Linked DNA regions of Mus musculus: region 2 is linked to region 1. Evidence: chromatin contacts called from public HiChIP or PLAC-seq data. All regions are on one chromosome and are shown on one strand. The core of a region is the stretch at or near the end of the contact, and the rest is flanking DNA. Distances in the headings are between cores, read along the strand shown. Region 1 holds the start of Sycn (syncollin). Region 2 has its middle 16 kb from the start of Fbxo27.

Evidence for each region. HiChIP or PLAC-seq counts read pairs in DNA pulled down with a chosen protein or histone mark.
Region 2: a contact with region 1 is called in an H3K27ac HiChIP or PLAC-seq map of embryonic stem cells, with 7 read pairs. The contact joins the enhancer-like site here to the promoter of Sycn in region 1. A contact is called at or near these places in 3 of 39 promoter capture datasets (hematopoietic stem and progenitor cells, liver and macrophages), 1 of 484 Hi-C or Micro-C datasets (nephron progenitors), 1 of 115 datasets of contacts at active chromatin or transcription factors (embryonic stem cells) and 4 of 9 other capture datasets (adipose tissue, liver, macrophages and 1 more).

What each region holds. Positions count from the first base shown.
Region 1 is chr7:28,539,621-28,542,320 of GRCm38.p6, forward strand. Sycn (syncollin) reads left to right here and starts at 1,265. Exons shown (of 2, transcript NM_026716.3): 1 at 1,265-1,684; 2 at 2,454-2,590. The coding sequence starts at 1,290. The coding sequence ends at 2,463.
Region 2 is chr7:28,676,013-28,678,720 of GRCm38.p6, forward strand. No RefSeq gene overlaps it. Among named protein-coding and RNA genes, the nearest start is that of Fbxo27, 16 kb to the right of the region's middle. Within about 2 kb of position 1,324, at least 44 of the 459 cell types and tissues checked have an H3K27ac peak or open chromatin away from gene starts, as enhancers often do. A contact at or near this core is called in embryonic stem cells, where this site is marked.

The sequences.
Region 1 (2,700 bases), core at 15-2,514:
CCCTGCCTGTGCTTTTGGGTGGAGGGAGGGGTGGGGAAGAGGAAGCTCATCTCTTCGTCCATTTGTAAACACTCCGTATAGCATAGCTACATCTAGATTTTGGGAACCCTTTTTAATTCACCAAGTACTTATTTAGTTAAGTTAATATCCCCAGCCCTTTCAGTTGTACAAACAGTCTCACTCTGTAGCCCAAGCTGGCCCACAGCTTCTTCTCCTACCTCAGGTTCCTCAGTGCTGGGATTTGAGGTCTGTGCCGACTTTTTCAGCCTTTCCCTTTTATCTTTCTCTTCCCTTTTTATGTGTCCATGTGTCCGTGTGTGGCATATGCACACACGTGTGAGATATATGCATTAATGTGCATGTGTACACAAAGGCCACAGGAGGGCTGATCTATCTATTCTGATCCATCAACAAAGTAATGTCAAGAGACGAGGTCTCTCACTGAACCTGGAGCTAGGCTGCCAGTCAGCAAGTCTCAGCCATCCTCCTGCCTCTGCCCCCTGCAGTGCTGGTGTTATAAGTGCCACATTCCCATGGGTGCTGGGGCTCAGAACTCAGGTTTCCCTGCTGAGCCATCTCTCCAGTCCTGACTTTTCCCATTTAAAACCTTTAATTTATTTTTTAATTATGTGTGAACATGCATGTCTCTGTGGGTGTGCGTGCATGTGATTGTAAGGTGCCCATAGACGCCCAAAGTGATGAGTCTCCTGGATCATGGCCCTCTTCAAGGATATGAACTCGGAATCATCTCCTTTCTATCTATCTATCTATCTATCTATCTATCTATCTATCTATCTATCTATCTATCATCTATCTATCTATCTATCTATCTATCCCCCATTCACCCAGGATCCCAAATACATCCCCAGGGCTTTGACTCCTATTTGCTTTGTAGCCAAAGATAACCTTGAGCTCCTGATCCCCCTGCCTCTACTTCCTCATTGCTTTCCCCCACCACAGCTACTCTGTAAACAATGGCAAGGGATCAAATCCCAGGTTTTACGAGTGCTAGGCAAACACTCTGAGCCTTATCTCCAACCCCTAGACTGTCTTTAACCAGTCCAAGGCGTTAGGGTTTTATCCCCATCTTGTATTTACTATTCAGTGGTGTGATGTTTTCCACACTGCTCAGGTAGGTCTCTGGTGCCAAGGACAGGGGGCGTGTCCTCATTCCAGTGAGCGCCAAGGACAGGGGGTGTGTCCTCATTCCTCCCTTGTCTTTATCTCATATATTCTCTCTTCCCATGGGTCATAAGTGCACCTCAGACCTCTCATGGTTCATTGTCACCATGTCCCTGCTGTGCCCACTGCTGCTGGCTTTAGCCCTGGTGGCTGTCCCTGGTGCCCATGGCAATTGCCCGGTGCCCGCAGACCTGAAGAAGTCAGATGGGACGCGTACGTGCGCCAGACTCTATGAGAAGAGTGATCCATACTATGACAACTGCTGCCAGGGGCCCGTGTTGTCTGTGGAGCCAGGTACTGACCTGCCCTATCTGCCCTCGGGCTGGTCTAACACTGCATCGTCTCTGGTAGTGGGCCAGCGCTGTGAGATCACTGTGTGGTCTCTCCCCGGTAAGCATGGCAAGACCCGCAAGTTCACCGCGGGTTCTTACCCTCGCCTGGAAGAGTACCGCAAAGGCATCTTTGGAGACTGGTCCGACTCCATCTCTGCCCTCTACTGCAAGTGAGTACCTACCCAATCCCACCACCCAAACCCAAGGCTCGCTCCCACAGAATCCAGAGACCCCCAGATTCATACTAAGAAAAGTAGATTTCTCCTTAGAAACTGTTCCTGGAGGTCCCATCTCTGAGTGCACCCCCTAGACTAATCCTGTCATCTTCTATCTTATGGCCCTCACCACCACCCCTAGGCTCTTAGACAAACTCTAGGCTCCCCATACCAGGAAGTCAACAATGCCAACCAACTTGTGCCTCCATTCTAGAAACCCTTCCACTCAGCGCCGCCCTAATTCTGCACTTGCATGAGGTTTCCTGGCCTAAGAATGAGGGGGTCACTGGCTCCTCTGGGGTCCTTAGACCCCTAAGCCAGCCCTGCCTCATTACATTCGAAAGCCCCTAGATCCAACTCTGAGACTTAAAAACCTCTCAGGCCTCGAGACCCCAGGCCCAAATCTTGAAGAGTCAGTCTGGTCTAACCCTCCACCCCCACCCACTTTGTTTAGATTAGCCCCAAATCCTGAAACCATTTGTAGACCTCCCAGGCTCATTCCTAGTGGTCCCCAGGTCCAGCAATCGTCCCAAGACCCACAGACCTCGGGTATCCTCTGTTTCACTGTAACAACACCCCAAGTCAGCTCAGCGGAATCCCTCAAAAAAAAAATGCCTGACCCCAAGCTCCTCAACCTGGAGCCTTGAACCCCTCCTCAGACCTTCCCACACGGGACAATCTCTGTCCGGACACCCCCTGTTGGGAATTCATGTTTCTGTTACAGGTGCTATTGATGCCTTGAGGCTCTGTCTACCCAGCCTGGCCTTGGGAATTGCTGTAGCTCCAAGAGCCAGGAGGCAAGATGACCCCACGACCTGCTCTCATAGCTTCCCTGTAATACAGCCCTTTCAAAGTTACAACCCTGTGTGACATCTGTGTGTGTTTGAGACCCAGCATCCACGGGTGGGTAGAATAGGAGACAGCAGAGTGATCAGATCTGAGTCAGACCATACTGGGGACGCAGCCTTTGA
Region 2 (2,708 bases), core at 74-2,573, 140 kb after region 1:
TGTCCTTGGTAAAATTACAAGGCATGAGGAGTAGGGAGTGAGTTGTAGCTCTTCTTTTGTGGAATTTATCTCCGTGTCCTTGGCACAGGGAGCTAAGCAAGCGCCTGGCTAGGTCTTTTTACAATTATCGCATCTCTGGTTGTAAGGTATAAAAACAAAAAGGCTTTTTGCTGGCTATAAAGAACAAAGAGCTTCTTTCTGGCTGTATTTTTAGAGATCAGGGAATACAAGCTTGGGGACCGTTCAGGGGCTGGAGAAACACTTTAAGTCGGGGCCTCACAGTAACAACTCAGGTTACCCGAGCAGTCCAGTAGGGAACATCACAAAAGTGGATTGCTGTTTCTGACTTTTTGTTTGGTGTTTTAAGGAAGGGTTGTGAGGGGCTGAAGAGATGGCTCAGCGGTTAAGAGCATTGGATGCTCTTCCAAAGGACCCGGGTTCAGTTCCCAGCATCCACATGGCAGCCCACAACTGTCTGTAACTTCAATTCCAGGGGAATCTGACACCCTCACAGAGACAGACAGACAGACAGACAGACAAAACATATCTAGATAAGAGTGTGGAAGAGGAAGAGGGACCAAGTGAATGCCAAGCTGCTCACAGTAGGTTGCCTTGTCTCTATTGTTTTTAGGAAGTCAATGTCCTCAGCTACAACAGTCCAAGGTGAGGTCTCAGGGTGCCATCCTGACTGACTGGTCTCAGGGCCGATCTAATTCCTAGTCGCTACCACTAGGGCCGGCAGAGGGGAGCCAGCAAGGGTGCTGTTGACAGAGACCGAGATAGTCTAGCAACAGATTGCAGAGATAGTTTAGCAACTTGGGGATACGCCACCCCCACCCTGTGCACACCTTCACACAATCCCTTCCTGGCAAAGTCCGACCCAATTCTTCCCCAGCAACTCTTGTGTGACTAATTTGCAACCAATCAGATCTAGTACTAGAGAGCATGAGCCCAGGCAGCCTGAATCAGTTCTAGGTCCATGTATATACTAGGAGAGAAGAGCCTCTACTGATCAGCTCCTGCCTAGACATGACTCATCATGCATACGACCAAAATTATAAGACCTACAATCCGCACCTGGAAAAAAGGCAGGCGTCCTGAGGCAAGAAAAACAAACAAACAAACAAACAAACAAAAACATATTTTTAAACCCCCACCCATGCTACACCCCTAGCAAGCCACACCTCTACAGGTCCCACTAGAGAATTTCTAGATTAAAATCTTTTGCAGCCTGCAATCTTTTCTACATTCTTCACTTCCTTAAACAGGAAACGGAGAACAAAGGCGGTAACTCTTGTAAATGATCTAAACTAGTGTCCGTAACCCAGGTGAGTGGGAGGGGCTGAGCTGGGAGGTGGGCCAAGCGGTTATGGAAACACCGCTTGCTCACCACCTGACACTGCGGGTTCAGCCCTTAATCCCTACTTGTATTCCGTTTACATTTGTTCCCAACATAGGCATATAGAAAGTGAGGAATTCAGCTGGCCAATGTGGCCTTTAATCCCAGCACCGAGGAGGCAGAGGCAGGCAGAACTCTGCAAGTTCAAGGCTAGCCTGGTCTACAGAGTCAATTCCAAGACAGCGAGAACCTCTCCCCACCCCCACCCCCACCCCCAAAAGTGGGGACTTGTTCTGTTCTGGCAGGAATAAATGTATTCTAATGAGACCCTTGCGTCTCTCAGTCTGTCAGACCATTAAAAAACACTGGATCCCAGAGAAATGAACATTTCCTCAGGAGTCTCCTTCTGCAAGAAGGGAAAAGCCCTAGGCAGAGCGGAGCCTTGTCTCCATGGAGAGATTCCACCCCCTTCCAGGAAGAGCCTGAAGCACAGGCAAGGCCGTGTCAGCCCCAGCTGCGCCACACCTTGACGAAGACTGCTCAAAAGCGCAGATCTCTGGCCTCTGTTTAAATTTTAATCTCGCTTCAGGGGCCCCAAAACAGTTTCCCTGGGTCACTTGTCCTTCTCCCAAATGTGGCCACACTGAATAAATCTCCTTTTTCGGCTTTATATTAAGAAAAAGGCAGTGGTGGCGCACGCCTTTAATCCCAGCACTTGGGAGGCAGAGACAGGCGGATTTCTGAGTTCGAGGCCAGCCTGGTCTACAAAGTGAGTTCCAGGACAGTCAGGGCTATACAGAGAAACCCTGTCTCAAAAAACAAAAAAACAAAAACAAAAAAGAAAAGAAAAGAAAAATAATAGAACTTGTTAGGAAGAGGACCGAGGGACAGGGTCCCAAGGACCTGTCGTGGAGTACCAATCCGAGAAGACTGCTTGAGCATGCGTTTAAGCCAATAGAAAATCTTTATTAATGGTCTGGTGACTGCGATGGGTGCTCAGGGTCCCAGTGTGGCCCCAAGTCTTTCTCGAGGTAACCTTTTAAGTACAAAACCCATATCCTGGGTTGATCCGCTTCCGTTAACAACAACAGTTAACCAGAAACAGAATTATTTTTTTAAGTTGCAAATAAAAAAAAAATCATCACACACTGAAATTAACCATACCCAAATCTTTAAAAACTGTTTTCGTTCTAAGAAACACTGAGGACATATTATTTCAGCAACACATATCTGTCAATTATATTATAAAACTTTACTATTTTGCCTCAACTGCTTTCAGTCTTGTTTTCATTTGGTCTCTTTTGAGACCGAGTCTCCTGTGCAGCCTTGGCCTGCCTGGGCTATATATCAGTCATTCTGCCTCCAGCAT